5 separate regions of the Mus musculus genome follow, and regions 1, 2, 3 and 4 are each linked to region 5. The links are chromatin contacts, called in public ChIA-PET, Hi-C and HiChIP or PLAC-seq maps. All regions are on one chromosome and are shown on one strand. Each heading gives the region's core, a stretch centred on a gene start, on an enhancer-like site or on the middle of the called end of the contact. The rest is flanking DNA. Distances are from core to core; before and after follow the strand shown. Region 1 has its middle 23 kb from the start of Tbcc. Region 2 overlaps Ubr2 (ubiquitin protein ligase E3 component n-recognin 2). Region 3 overlaps Ubr2 (ubiquitin protein ligase E3 component n-recognin 2). Region 4 overlaps Ubr2 (ubiquitin protein ligase E3 component n-recognin 2). Region 5 overlaps Trerf1 (transcriptional regulating factor 1).

Region 1 (2,700 bases), core at 190-2,689, 430 kb after region 5:
TTTGTTGTCCTGGGGCAGGGAGTCTCCTAGGAGAGTCGTGCTGAGGGGTGGCTCTGCAGGGAGAGGCGCCTGCTCCCAGGCCTGAGGACCTGGGTTTGAGCCCAGGGTCTCATGTGGTCGTAGTGGAGAACTGACTTCCAAAGGTTGTCCTCTGACCTCCACACACACGTCCCCTGCAAAACACAGAATAGATAAAATGTAATTGATGATGATGGTGATGGTGGTGGTGGTGGTGGTGATGACGCCGACGCTGACTGTATCCAGGGAAGCTGGAAAAGACAATGAACAGTTGGTACCTGGGCTGGGGATGTCACTAGCTCAGTGGTAGATAATCTGTTTAGCCTTCATGAGTGGGTTCGACCTGTAATACTCAAGTAAAGTAAGAAAGTATGATTCAAGCCTTGGTCCTTCCCAGGAATGTCCTCCACCTATGGGTTCCCGCAAGGCAATCTGGTTTTTTTTACTGTCGTTTGTTCTTTGTTTTGAGTTTTTTTTTTTCCCCTGTCACTATTTTGATACACTCTCATGTAGCCCAGGCTAGCCTGAAGTGCACTGTGTTGTTATGGGTAATCTTGAACTCCTGTTCCTCTTGGCTCCGCCTCCCAGATTGCTACGATGACAGAGCTGAGCCGCCATGCTCAGTGGAGGGAGAGCTAGGGATTGTACATGCTAGGCAAGAACTCTAAGTGAGCCATGCCCATGGCCCGGTTTTCAATTATGTGTAGGCCTGTGTGTCTCTATGTGGGTATATATGCAAACGAGTGCAGGCGAGGAGGAGGTTAGAGGTGTCAGATCCCCTGGAGCTGGAACTGAGCTCTGGTCCCCTACCCCGGCAAGTGCTCTGACAGAGCCCAGGCTGACCCAAGGCTTTCCAGATAGTTAAAGATGAGATTACAGGCAAGAGCCTAAGCCCCTGGCCTTAGGTTTAGGAATCTGTATCTTAATTCATTACGGAGTGCCAGAGGTTGAGGCACTAGCATGTGCCTGTTCTGAGCTGTTCACCCACGGGGGCGGGGGGGGGGGCAGGGGGGGTTGTGTTGTTAGAGCAACTCCCCAGTCAGTGAGGTGCAGATGGTGATGGGACACATTCCACTTTGAGATTTAGAGAGGTGCCTCTAAATCTAGGCAGGAGATTGACCGGGGGTGGGGTGGGGGTGGGGGCAAGCAAGAGATGAAGCCTGATGTCTGTGGAGAAGAAGGCCTGGCTTTTAGGGGAGGCTTGTGGGTGGGTTCTGTGCTTTGAAGGAAAGAATGAAGAAGAACTCTACAGTGTCCAGGGTGTGGCTGAGGGGAAAGGTTTGAGTCACAAATATGGAGACTAGAACGGTTAGAAGAAATGGTCACGTGCCTCTCCATGCGCCCTGCTTTCAGTGGGTAAGATGGACTCCTAAGGCCTCATGCCAGGCCCTCGTGAGCTGTTCCTCCCGAGCACCCGTGCCCTCTGCTCTGACTGTCAGTTTCTGAACAATGTCCTGGTTGTGTTAGATATGACTCACAAGGAGCTGACACATGTACCCAACTGGTATTTGGCTGCTGTGATTCATCCCGAGTGACGTGCATTTGAACATGGTGAGAGTATACGTACCTTTGCCCACGGTGTCCTCCACTGACACCTCGGTAACTCCTCACCGTTCCAGTAACCGTGCAGCTTTTTACCATGTGGCCCTGGATGTTAGTCCCGCAGTGTCCCTTCTCCTTGGTTTCTCTCTTTCTCTCTCTCACTCTTTAAAAATTAGATATTTTCTTTATTTGCATTTCAAATGTTATCCCCTTTCCTAGTTTCCCCTCTGAAAATCTCCTATACACCCTCCTCCTACTCCTGCTTCCTGACCCTGGCGTTTGCTTATACTGGGGCATAGAACCTTCACAGGACCAAGGGCCTCTCCTCCCATTGATGACTGACTAGGCTATCCTCTGCTACATATGCAGCTGGAGCAGTGAGTCCCACCATGTGTTTTCTTTGATTGGAGGTTTAGTCCCAGGGAGATCTGGGGGTACTGATTAGTTCATATTGTTGTTCCTCCTATGGGGCTGCAAACCCCTTCAGCAACTTGGGTACTTCCTCTACCTCCTTCATTGGGGACCCTGTGCTCAGTCCAAATGGATGGCTGTGAGCATCCACTTCTGTATTTGTCAGGCACTGGCAGAGCCGCAGGAGGCAGCTATATCAGGCTCCTGTTGGCATCTGCAATAGTGTCTGGGTTTGGTGGTTATTTATGGGATGGATGCCCAGGTTTCTCTCTTTTTTACTTCATGTGTGTGTGTGTGTGTGTATGTGTGTGTGTGTGTGTGTGTGCGCGCGCGCATGTATGTGCACACCTGTGTGCACATGCCTGTGGAGGCCAGGAGACAACCTGGGGTGTCATTTGTCAGAGGTGACCAACCTTGTTTTGGAGACAGCCTTTCTCCTGGCCTGGAACTCATCAAATAAGCCCACCTAGCTGACCTCTGTGTCTGCCTCCCTAGCACTGGGGCTACAAGCTCATGCTATCAGCACCTGGCTTTTTAACATGGGTCCTGGGGCTCAAACCCGGGTCCTCATGCTTGTGCATGGGAGGTCTTTCCTGACTAGGTCTTTACTGACTGAGCCACCTCCCAGCCTTCCTTAGTGTTCTTAGAGTGTTGAGAATACATCTTAGAGGCCTGCTTAATACCTTCTCACCCTCTCCCTCCCCCCTCCCCCTCCCCCTCTCCCTCCCT
Region 2 (2,700 bases), core at 159-2,658, 330 kb after region 5:
CACAAACCCATGCTTTTTTCTTGCAGTGGGGAAATGATCAGGAAGCCATACCCATCAGAGCTTATTTACCTAATATAATTAATTATCGTTTTAGATCTATTACTACCATAATGTGAAATGCAGGCGAGAGATGTTCGACAAGGACATAGTGATGCTTCAGGTAATGAGTTAAAAACCCTGACTTCAGGGCTGTGGGGAGGCCTGGTCTTGTTTTACTGAGTCAGTCACCTAACACTCACTTGCAGATCTCTGAATCCTACCTGCTCTGTCTACTAACACTCCCCACTCAAGGCCAACAGCCTGCAGAATGCTTCCCCCAGTCTCCAGATCAGGGTCAGACTCAGCATGCCAGATGCAGCTGCTACAGTCAGACAGACAGCTGGCTAGACAGACAGACAGACAGCTCAGTGCTTAAGAGCTTTGCTGCTCATAAAGGAGCCGAGTTCTTTTTCCAGCACCACAGCAGGCAGCCACAACCACGGGGACTCCAGCTCCTTTCTGGTCTCTGTAGGCACAGCACTCATGTGGCAGACACTGGCACGCATAACCGTAAATTCTAAAAAATAAACAGACTGGCTTGGTGGTGCACGCAGAGACAGGCAGATCTCTGAGTTCGAAGGCAGTGTGCTTACATAGTGAGACCCTGACTCAACAGACTTAATAGCAGCAGCAGCACCAAAAGATAGGTGCTATGGATATGGTCCAGCACTGGCTGCTCTTCCAGAGAACTCTACTTCAGTTCCTAGCTGTTGAGTCCAGTTTGATTTAGAACTTTTAAAAATGGCATTAAGAGAAAAGAAGCTATCGTTTTATGTAATGGAGTGCTTACCACAAAAGGGTCTCAGTAACAGAATACGTATGTACATACTAGGGGCTTAATTGATATTCCTCTCAGTTCCTAGTAGGCAGTGAACTCTGATAGGAAACTGCAGCGAAATTCATAGCCGTGTCCTTCAGTGGACTGAGACAGGAAAGGAGCCGAACTGCCTGTGTGGTTCTCCTGGGGTTCAGTTTTAAGGGAGGTTTCTTTGTGTGGATTGTTTGACCTGCTTAGATTCCTGTCCCCTCTTGGCAGCCACATGATATAGGGTGTGGCTAAGTAGGTGTCCATTTTTTCTTCAAATTGGTGGTCAAATAAGCTGTTTTCTTGTGCAACCTTAAACATCTCTCACTAACACTGAGTGTCCCTTCTGACCTTCCTCTTCTCCTTTGTCTCAAACAAACAAAAAAGACAGGTGTCTCCATGATGGACCCAAACCACTTCCTGATGATCATGCTCAGCCGCTTTGAACTCTATCAGCTCTTCAGCACGCCTGACTATGGGAAGAGATTCAGTTCTGAGGTTACCCATAAGGTAAGAGCCTGTGTCACAACGCCCACGTGTCCTGTATGTGTGAGGGACAGCAGTGGGCGTGTTCTCACCTCTGCACTTGCCCCTCCTCCCACAGGACGTCGTTCAGCAGAACAACACTCTGATCGAAGAGATGCTCTACCTCATCATCATGCTTGTGGGTGAGTGCACACCGCCTTGATGTGGGCCTGGCGATGGCAGCAGGGCGCTGAGCTTGCTCGATCAGTCATGGGAAGAGAACGGGCACACAGCCCTTCACACACACACACCCCAGAAAGAGGAAGGGGTGCAATGGCCGAAACAGATGAACTGAAAGGCTGTATTTGGGCCAAGGGTGGAGGGAGACTGGCACAGCTTGGGAACACATTGTGAGCAGAGAGTTGCTAGGACTAAAATCTTCGCTTTGTTTCTTCTCTCTTGGTTCTTGGTTTAAATGTCTTCTTGACTCCAAAGACAGCAACCACAGGTTAATGAAGACCAGTGACTCAGAGACGTCTGTTTATTACCTACGTCTCCTGTTCGCTTGGCCCTGCTTTCCCAGTTCTTTGATCCCTTCTGCTCTGTCATTCCCCCACTGTTCAGACCTTCTGTGGCCGTAAAGTAGCCAATCCAGTGGGCAGAGGTGGCCCTAATGAAGAGGGTCTCAGAGTGATACCAGCCTGTCCTAGACAGAAGCACAGAGGAGGAAAGGGTGTGACTTCCACTGGTCCCGTCGTACTTCTGGTCCTTCTCCAAAGCAGCCATGAAACCTTAAGTCGGTGCATCAGACTCAGTATAAACGGGAACTGCTATTGCCTTCCAAACCAGCCTTTATTTTCCCACAGAGTGACCCAGACAGAGGATGGATTCTGTTGCAAGAACTGGAAATCTGTACACATAAGTACATGGGTCCATTAAATGTGTGCATCTACCTTTCATTTTGGACAGGAGAAAGATTCAACCCTGGGGTTGGACAGGTGGCTGCCACAGATGAAATCAAGAGGGAGATTATCCATCAGTTGAGCATCAAGCCTATGGCTCACAGTGAGCTGGTGAAGTCTCTGCCTGAAGATGTAAGTGTCCACAGTTAAGAAACCCGGAAGCTGCTCCTCCCCAGCAGTGTGTGCACTTCCCCCCTGGGTGCAAGCTACAGTTCTAAGATGGCTATTCCATCTGGAAAGGAGAACACTGGGAACAGTGACTAGGGAGCAGAGCTGAGCTAGAGAGAACTCTGAAGAATGTGGTGCTTAGAGCTAAGTGGTTTTGTCCACAGAGCAGGGGCATATTAGGGTCTGTCTGACCCCAAGGAGTGCAGGTGACGCTTTCACCTGAGGGAGGAGGTATCCACTCGAACTTGAGTAAACACACAT
Region 3 (2,700 bases), core at 76-2,575, 360 kb after region 5:
CTGGCCTCGAAATCCGCCTACCTCTGCCTCCCGAGTGCTGGGATTAAAGGCGTGCGCCACCACACCTGGCCTGCATTTGTGATTCTTAAGGAGTTTTCTGTCTCTGGGTATCTCCTGCGTCTCCCTCCTTGCTCTGTAGACACGTCACTCTGAGTGCTGTGCTGAGTCTCTGCCCTCTTTTACTCTGTTGATGTGCTAAAGCACTGACCAGAGCAACGTGGGGAGGAAAAGGGTTAACCTGCTTACAGGTTACAGTCTGTCACTGAGGGAGGTCAGAGCAGGGGCTCAGAGCAGGAACCTGGACGGGGGACTGAAGCAGAGGCCATGGAAGAACACTGTCACTGGTTTGCTCCGTCTGCGTTCTTATATAACCTGGGCCCACCTGCCCGTCATCAATTAGCCATCAAGAAGAAAGTGTCTCCAAAGATGTGCCCACAGGCCATTCTAACAGAAGCCATCTCTTGTTTGAAGCTTCTTCTCGCCCCCTCCCCATGTGTCTGGGAAGCTAACATGGGTGTCTGTTCCGCGTCACTCCATTTAAGTGGCTGTGTCTGCAGTACTTTGCACACTGTGTCTGAGATTTGTACGTGACTGAGGCATCACTCTTCCGTGCCCCAATAGTAGTTCCTGTTGTTCACACAGTGTTCCCATCTGCCTGTCCCAGATGTTGCTCCCTTAGGTGTTTCTGGTAGGTGGTATTAGTGTGTGTCCCAGTGTCCTGTCACAGAATGGTGAATACTGACAGATTATTTTCCAGGGTGCTCTGTGCCTGTTCCTTTGTAACAGTGCTGTCTTTATCTTCCAGGTGCCCCAAATCAGGTGGCGACAAGAGCAGAGCTCCTACTCTGTGCCTCGTGTGTGGGAGTCTCCTCTGCTCTCAGAGTTACTGCTGCCAAGCTGAGCTGGAGGGTGAGGACGTCGGAGCCTGCACAGCACACACCTACTCCTGCGGCTCCGGGGCCGGCATCTTCCTGAGGTAAGGCCCTCGGCTGGCCGTGTTCACCTGAGCACTTCGGGGACTTTCGAAGCCACTGTGCCACTGTGTGCAGACTACAAAGAGCCAGGGCTCTCACATTTCCCGTATGGCTGGTGACAGCTCCCAACTGACAGCTTAGCTCCCCTTTGTGCCTCCTTAAATGTGGGGCGATCCCTGTCCCTCGTTTCCTCCCCAAATTCAGGTAAAGAATTCCCCCGTCAGGAACTGCAGAGACGGAGCACAAGAGCACCTGTATTCAGGTCCCAGCATTTGGGTCAGCAGTGCAGCTCACGACTGCCTGTAGCTCTGGTGCTAGGGGATCTGCTGCCCTCTGCTGGCCTCTGTGGACTCACACACTTACACATAAAGCATAAATTTGTAAATCTTTAGAGCCCAGCATCATCTTTGCCTCTGTGGTGCTCTTAGGTTTTCTCTGAGGAGGCACGGGTTGCCACTGGGTCCTGTACTCAGATAAAAATACTTAGTAACTGTTGTATGTCATTTTTTAAACGAGTAATTTTCTCATAATTGTGGGGAAAAGATGAGCTGTCTTTCCCCACACTTAGCTGTTTTAAATTCTGCTTGGAGCCCTGGGTTCTCGACACAGTCACTGTCTGAATTTGCAGCACGTCATTGCCAGGTACATTCCCGCCGCATGGCTCCACTGAACACTTGTGTAAAGAGTCCCTTGTTCTCCTGAATTGGCACCTCGGAGGCTTACCTCCTCCGTCTGCTAACCTAGGCCTAGGCCTGGGGACTTCCAGACTGCACACAGGCCAATCTAGGCCGACAGTGTTTCCAGCCTCTGAGACTTTGTGCTGAATAAGCTCACCCTTCCTGGTTCTTTCTGAGCTCTGACTGGCTGTGACTCACACCCCTCTCCATGCTGACTGAGTCAGACTGACTTCTGAGTTGCTCTGTTTGGCCTCATGCTACCTTTGCAAGCTCCTCTGATCTTCTGGCTCCTTCTCATTCTCTGACTCATTCTGTCTTCACCGTGTCTGCTTGGTCTCTCTTCAGCCTGTCTCTGTAAAACCCTCCCGGTAAATCTGCCTTCTCTCTTCCCTCTGGCTCTGCGCTGCTCTCTCAAGTAGCTTCCTCTTCCTCAAGAGAGTGAGGCACATCCTATTCTGTCAGATCTTTCTCTGATTCATAATTCTGTCTGCCACTCCATTAGACGTCACTTCCAAACATGGCTGTGTCCTTCCACAAACTATGGATTTAAAGGTATGTCCTAAAGGCAAGTCTGTATTCCAGCAGAGGGATTAAAACCGAGCCGTACCACAACTAGAAACAGTTTTTTCCATAAGTAACACAGTCTCAGGGTTCACAGTGTGATCAAGTCCCCTGCACCAGACTTGGGCGGATACCTTGCTACTCGCAGGTATCTCTGTTACAGCTGCTCTCGTCTCCTGACCTGGCCTTTTGTGCATGTGTTTCCTTACATAAGCCTTTTCTCTGAGTTGAATCAACATCATGTTACTTACATAAATGTACAAAGATGAATGCTCTCTCCACAGAGTGCGGGAATGTCAGGTGCTATTTTTAGCTGGCAAAACCAAAGGATGTTTTTATTCTCCTCCTTACCTTGACGACTATGGAGAGACCGACCAGGGACTCAGGTAAGGACCCGGCCTGGGGTTAGGAAGATGAGCCTCGTGGAGAGCATGATAAGCAGGGAGGTCCTGAAGTCAGCTGGGCTGGTACCCAGGAGTGGGCTCTGC
Region 4 (2,700 bases), core at 94-2,593, 300 kb after region 5:
ATCCACTTAGCTACTCTCAAGTTTCTTTATGGCTATCTTCAGGACAGAAAGGCTGGGATGAGTGTCCTTCCAGTTCTGGTAACCTGGCTTAGAAGGGAAAACAGGTTTGGCAGGAGAAGGTCAGAAGGAGTTTGTTTTCTGAGGCCTGAGGCACCTCCGTGTTATTCAAGCCACTAGGAAGGCACAGGCGGGGAACATGTGTGTCATATCACACCAGGCCTCTGACTACCAAGCCCTTGTTCATTCTTGCCTGCCTTTTATTCTCACATGCCAGTGTTAGTTGTTGTTTCACTCATATTTAATAAAATGTGGGAAAATGGGCTCATGTCTTGTTTTTGTTTTTTTTTTTTTTGTTTTTTTTTCAGCTAAATTCAGATGTGTAGACATGCACTTTTTTTGTTAAAAATAAATCACGGAGGCTGGAGAGCGGCTCAGCAGTTCCGAGCACTGTCTGCTGAGGACTCAAGTTTCCTTCCCAGCATCCATGTCGGTCTGCTTGAAACCACTTGTAACCCCAGTTCCAGGGAGGCTAACTCACCTCTGTCCTATGCAGGCTAGTGCACTCGAGGTGCAAATACCCACATTTAGATACACAGAAATACATATAATTTAAGATACTAAAAATAAGTATTGGAAAACATGTGATATGCTGGTGATGGCTCAGCAGGAGTGGGTCTTTGTCATCAAGCCTTAACCCAAGTCAGATCCTCAAGACCACGTGATGGAAAGAGAGGACTGACAGCTGCAGGTCATCTCTGACCTCTGCATGTGCACTGTGGTACAGAGGCTTGCTCACACACACACACACACACACACACACACACATATCTATAAATAAAAAAGTGTTTTTGAGTATTCTTCTTTTATTTTAATGGATTATTTCTTGTGACCACTGAAACTTAGAAGTGTGGCCTGTTGTTTGGAACTGTCATCCCTAGTAAAGGCTGGGGAGTTTCTGAGATGGAGAAAGCAAAATAAGACCTCGATACGGTTTCCTAGGTTGTCAGCCCTAGAGAAAGAATTGTGGGGTAAGAATCCCAAAGTAGGAGATGTTGATGAATTTTACTGCAGAGAGAAGGGGGGCATGCTGGCCTCCAGAGAACTGTGCTGCTGGAGTACGGGACCCCTGTCTTATGGACACACTAGGTGGAGGAGAGGAAGGAGTTCAGGTGACCCATTCTAAGACAGGTGCCGTTTGCCCCTGTACGCTTCACTCTTTCTGTCCTTACATGGGGTTTTCACGTGTGTCAGGTGCATGATGGGAACAACTAGTTTGCAAGGCTGGCCATCAGCACAGCTGGCCACGCTGTGTCCAGCCCCTGTGGGCGGTGCTGTGGGTTAATGTTGCAGCAGCCACAGGATGGCCTGCTGTAACATAGCTCTGAGGTTGCATCAGCAGCCAGCCTCCATGCAGTTTGACCCTTCGTGGGAAAGCAAGTTGTCTTGTGGTACTGCCCTCTTTTACCACAAAGTACACGCAAAGGTACTTTGCCACATAGCACACTTGGGCTGTGGAAAGAGATGTTGGTAACTTAGCAAGATGGACTTGTCTTGAGCTCACATCCCCTGTTATCCCAAACTGGGCTGCCCTGTGAGTCCTGTTTCCCAGCTGCAGATGTGAAACATGTATCTAGTGCCTCAGGCAGAACAACAAACATTGTCGGCTCCCAGGGCTACTGCTGAGAGTGCTGGGACAGTACAAAGGTGACATTTTGCTGCTCACTCTGTTCCTTTTTTATTTTATGTATGTGACTACACACTTTAGCTGTGCAGATAGTTGTGAGCCTTCATCTGATTGTTGGGAATTGAATTTAGGACCTCTGTTCTCTCCAGTCGGCCCCATCTGCTCCAGCCCAAAGATTTATTTATTATAAATACGTACACTGTAGCTGTCTTCAGACACAGAAGAGGGCATCGGATCTCATTACGGGTGGTTGTGAGCCACCATGTGGTTGCTGGGATTTGAACTCAGGACCTTTGGAAGAGCAGTCAGTGCTCTTATCCGCTGAGCCATCTCTCCAGCCCCCACTGTTTCTTTAGTAGTGCTGTTAGTTGTATGTTTCCAATTCTCGTTCAGTCGCATTTACTTGTCAACTAGCTACTCTGGAGAGTGTTCTTCAGGTTAGGTATAGAAAACCCAGCCATTCTGGGTTTGCAGCCTCAAATATTCCCTCTGCCTTAGAACATGAGGCATCTGTGTCTCATAGGAACATTTGCTGCCCCATTCTTTGGGAAATTTTTTATTTATTTAACTATAGACAAGCAAATCCGCAAACTGTCAGAGCTGTCTTGATTATTATGGATACTAAACATAATTGCCTTTATGCACTAGAGGTGAGACTGAGAGAAACCCATCCAGACGGGGAAATCCAGAAGAGATAGTTATGAATCTAAGAACACCAAGGAGCCAAATAATGAAAACCTTTCATCCCAACACTTGGGAGGCAGAAGTGGTCAGATCTCTGTGGGTTCAAAGCCAGCCTGGTCTACATAGTGAGTGCCAGGGCTGTACAGAGAGGCCTCGTCTCGGAATAAAGGAAACAGTAACATAACAGCACTCTCTGGCCTCCACTTTAGATGCAACTTCCACAAAAACTTGCAAACTCTGACTTAGGGGTTTGCTTAGCTTCCGGGGTCAGTGTTCCTGGACCTGTGGAGCAATGGACCATTCCAGTCGCATGTGTGCTCACGGGCTCCTCG
Region 5 (2,700 bases), core at 58-2,557:
AAACAGTCTCAGATAGGGCTCCTTTAAGCCCACTTCCCCTACCCTACTCCCCACCCCCATCCAGCTGCCGAAGATTCAGGAAATGCAAACCTCACAAAAAGATAAGCTGGACCAAACAGAGAAGGGCCAGCTCTGGGACCCTGTTGGGCAAGTGACTTCCTGTCCTATACCCCAGGCTCTGCTTCTGCAGAACACAGGACCCTGAGCTTCAAGAGGGAACTCAGTGTGAGGAGTTTCTCTAGGTGCTCCCCGGGACACCCCAAAAATCCTGGACCAGGGCTTGAAACAGTAGATCCTCCTCCACACTGGTATCTTAGAGGGTCCCCAAAGAGCAGCCCATTGTGGGGAGGAAGGCTGAGGAGAAGGCTCAGCAGTTAAAAGCACTTGGCTGCTCTTCCAGACAACCTGGGTTTGGTTTCCAGCACGCACATGATGGTTCAAATGACCTGTAACTCCAGTCCAGGGTCCTAACCCCGTCTCTTCTGGCCTCCTTGGACACTGTACCCAACGCTGGGCAGTGGAGACAGGGAGGATTCCTGGAGTTCACTGGCCTAATCTGGGAGTTCCAGGCCAAGGGGCGGTTGTCATAAAAGACAAGGAAGACACTTGAGATTGTCCGTTGGCTTCCACATGCACAAGCACACGTGCGCGCACACACAAATGCACACAGGCATGCACACATGCACACACATGTAAAAAATACATAGCTGACCATGGTGGCTGACAGGGGAGGAGCATCTTGGGCTCAAGGCCAGTTTCGGCTACAGAGTTTGAGAGACCCTGCCTCAAATGTCCACACGCAAACAAGTAAACACAGAAATCAGAACATATCAGAATGGCGCACGTGTTACGACCAGTGCAGGTCAGGGACTTAAGGTAGTTTTAGGAGCAAGACATTCACTCTGTCATCATGCTGTGCTGATGGCCAGTCTCCAGAGGAGCACTTAAAGACTCACTTGAGAGCATGTTTCTGTCAGCTATTATGTAACCCTGACAGCACAGGGGCCCTCAGCCCGGGACACCTCCTGGCTTTATACCCAGTGCCTCTGGCACCCCAGGCTCCTCAGACAGTCCTGGATGCGCTGCACCCTGCTTCCTGGTTCTGGAATTATCTCCATGGGTGTATCCAGGACAAGCCCTTGCTTCAACCAGGGCTCAGCTGCCTCGGGGAATTCACCAGTGGGAAATAGTTAAATAGTTAATCTCATTGAGCTCGCCCTGGGCCAAGCCAGCTGGATGGAAGGATCAGTCTGGCCTCAGAGCCCTGAGTAAGTAGAGGTAAGGAGGGGCAGGAAGGGTGACTCACCCAGCAGAGAGGCTGTTAATAGACTCTGAGGTTTACTGGTGGGGTTGGGCCTCTAGCCCCAGGCGTATGGGCCTAGCCACTCATTTGATTGAGAACATCAGGACACCTTCTCCTAACTGTATGGGAAGAGAAAAACCTTTCCCTAATCCCATCCACCCCCTTACCCAGGTTGCCTAGCAACCCCCTCCCTCCCCAAACAACCAAGCAACACGAGGTAGTTTGAATAGAGTTTGGTCCTTACAGTTTTAGAGAAAGATGCCAATTCCTGAGCTTGGTGACCCAGGTTCTGGGAAAACTTAAGGCAGAAGCACACAAGTTGATGATGTTTGTGGATGGCTAGACGACTCAGGAGCCTGGGGGCACACAGTAGGACTTCATAGGACTTTGGATATGCTAACAGCTGGCGGAACCTTCGGGAGGGGCCATGGAGGCCATCTGTGGGCCTGGAAGCCACTAGCTGGCACTTACTGCCTATGAGAACAGTTACTGGTCTCTAAGACTAGACCCCACCATTTCTACAGCCAAACGTTGTAGAACCCAAACTCCCTCTGCTGCCATCTCACCTACTGGAGCCACTGACTCAATGCAAGTCTTCCTCCTCCAGGAAGCCTTCCCTGACCCCTCACAGGCACAGCACTCTCTCCCTCAGCTTCCTTTCTAAGTGAAGATATTTGGTTCTTTAGGCAACTCTTTGGCTATGCCTTTTTGATGCTACACGTTCACCACACAGAGCCCAGAGTCACTAAAAGTAGCAGTCCCTGAGGCAAAAGTGGGTACCTGATCGATATCAAATCAGGAAGTGGCCTGAGATAAACCTGGTAGTGCAGAAAACCACCAAGCAGAGGCGAAGACAGCTGAAGGCGGGGGCGGGAAGATGGCTTGGTGGGTAAAGGTGTCTGCCACATAAATCCGGCAACTTCAGCTTGATTCCCTGGAGACCATGTAACAGTGGAAGGGAGTCCAAAGAGCTGACCTCTGACCCTGCGCTCCTGCTATGGCACGCCCATCACCCCATGCGTAATTGGTGCACACACAGAATGGAGGTGAATGGATGTTGAAGATCCTTCTTCCCTGGCCAGAGGACCATGGTTATGGGCAGCCAGACCGCCCTTCATAAGGCTCCATAAGGGAACAGACCACAGCGAGAGGCTCCAGCACCTCTCGTGGCACATCACAGAACAGGACACAGGAGTGTGTATGGAGGATGGGATATTTCAGGCTCTTTTCAAGAACCCAAGGCTGATACCTGCTGCAAGCAATGGCTAGCCATGAGCTGTGTCTTGCCTCTGATCGTTTGATATTTATTTATTGATTGATTGAGAAAAGATGTCACTCTGTAGACCGGCCTGGCCTGAAATACTATCTGTAGCCCAGGCTGCCCTCAAACTCATAGT

The links. Hi-C and Micro-C count contacts between places; a contact is called where the count stands out from the background. ChIA-PET counts read pairs in DNA pulled down with a chosen protein or histone mark. HiChIP or PLAC-seq counts read pairs in DNA pulled down with a chosen protein or histone mark.
Region 1: a contact with region 5 is called in an HNF4G HiChIP or PLAC-seq map of pancreatic cancer cells. The contact joins two enhancer-like sites. A contact is called at or near these places in 3 of 115 datasets of contacts at active chromatin or transcription factors (bone marrow-derived dendritic cells, bone marrow-derived macrophages and pancreatic cancer cells).
Region 2: an RNA polymerase II ChIA-PET map of memory CD8 T cells shows a contact between it and region 5, with 7 read pairs. The contact joins two enhancer-like sites. A contact is called at or near these places in 1 of 484 Hi-C or Micro-C datasets (bone marrow-derived macrophages), 2 of 115 datasets of contacts at active chromatin or transcription factors (embryonic fibroblasts and memory CD8 T cells) and 1 of 9 other capture datasets (embryonic stem cells).
Region 3: a contact with region 5 is called in a Hi-C map of rod photoreceptor, with 2.0 times the contacts expected there. The contact joins two enhancer-like sites. A contact is called at or near these places in 3 of 39 promoter capture datasets (hematopoietic stem and progenitor cells, liver and stem cell-derived epiblast-like cells), 3 of 484 Hi-C or Micro-C datasets (the P5424 cell line, nephron progenitors and rod photoreceptor), 1 of 115 datasets of contacts at active chromatin or transcription factors (astrocytes) and 1 of 9 other capture datasets (embryonic stem cells).
Region 4: an H3K27ac HiChIP or PLAC-seq map of the NIH/3T3 cell line shows a contact between it and region 5, with 2.9 times the contacts expected there. The contact joins two enhancer-like sites. A contact is called at or near these places in 4 of 115 datasets of contacts at active chromatin or transcription factors (the NIH/3T3 cell line, bone marrow-derived macrophages, craniofacial prominence and 1 more).

What each region holds. Positions count from the first base shown.
Region 1 is chr17:46,865,775-46,868,474 of GRCm38.p6, reverse strand. It overlaps a transcript of Bicral not described here. Among named protein-coding and RNA genes, the nearest start is that of Tbcc, 23 kb to the left of the region's middle. Within about 2 kb of position 1,439, at least 98 of the 459 cell types and tissues checked have an H3K27ac peak or open chromatin away from gene starts, as enhancers often do. A contact at or near this core is called in bone marrow-derived macrophages and pancreatic cancer cells, where this site is marked.
Region 2 is chr17:46,965,844-46,968,543 of GRCm38.p6, reverse strand. Ubr2 (ubiquitin protein ligase E3 component n-recognin 2) reads left to right here. Exons shown (of 47, transcript NM_146078.3): 18 at 95-160; 19 at 1,232-1,354; 20 at 1,449-1,512; 21 at 2,279-2,403. Among named protein-coding and RNA genes, the nearest start is that of Ubr2, 43 kb to the left of the region's middle. Within about 2 kb of position 1,408, at least 24 of the 459 cell types and tissues checked have an H3K27ac peak or open chromatin away from gene starts, as enhancers often do. A contact at or near this core is called in memory CD8 T cells, where this site is marked.
Region 3 is chr17:46,932,351-46,935,050 of GRCm38.p6, reverse strand. Ubr2 (ubiquitin protein ligase E3 component n-recognin 2) reads left to right here. Exons shown (of 47, transcript NM_146078.3): 45 at 806-976; 46 at 2,497-2,598. Among named protein-coding and RNA genes, the nearest start is that of Prph2, 23 kb to the right of the region's middle. Within about 2 kb of position 1,325, at least 97 of the 459 cell types and tissues checked have an H3K27ac peak or open chromatin away from gene starts, as enhancers often do. A contact at or near this core is called in rod photoreceptor, where this site is marked.
Region 4 is chr17:46,993,809-46,996,508 of GRCm38.p6, reverse strand. The region is part of intron 2 of Ubr2 (ubiquitin protein ligase E3 component n-recognin 2); the gene reads left to right. Among named protein-coding and RNA genes, the nearest start is that of Ubr2, 15 kb to the left of the region's middle. Within about 2 kb of position 1,343, at least 131 of the 459 cell types and tissues checked have an H3K27ac peak or open chromatin away from gene starts, as enhancers often do. A contact at or near this core is called in the NIH/3T3 cell line and bone marrow-derived macrophages, where this site is marked.
Region 5 is chr17:47,292,793-47,295,492 of GRCm38.p6, reverse strand. All of the region lies in intron 2 of Trerf1 (transcriptional regulating factor 1), which reads right to left. Among named protein-coding and RNA genes, the nearest start is that of Trerf1, 64 kb to the right of the region's middle. Within about 2 kb of position 1,307, at least 225 of the 459 cell types and tissues checked have an H3K27ac peak or open chromatin away from gene starts, as enhancers often do. A contact at or near this core is called in the NIH/3T3 cell line, bone marrow-derived macrophages, memory CD8 T cells and 2 more, where this site is marked.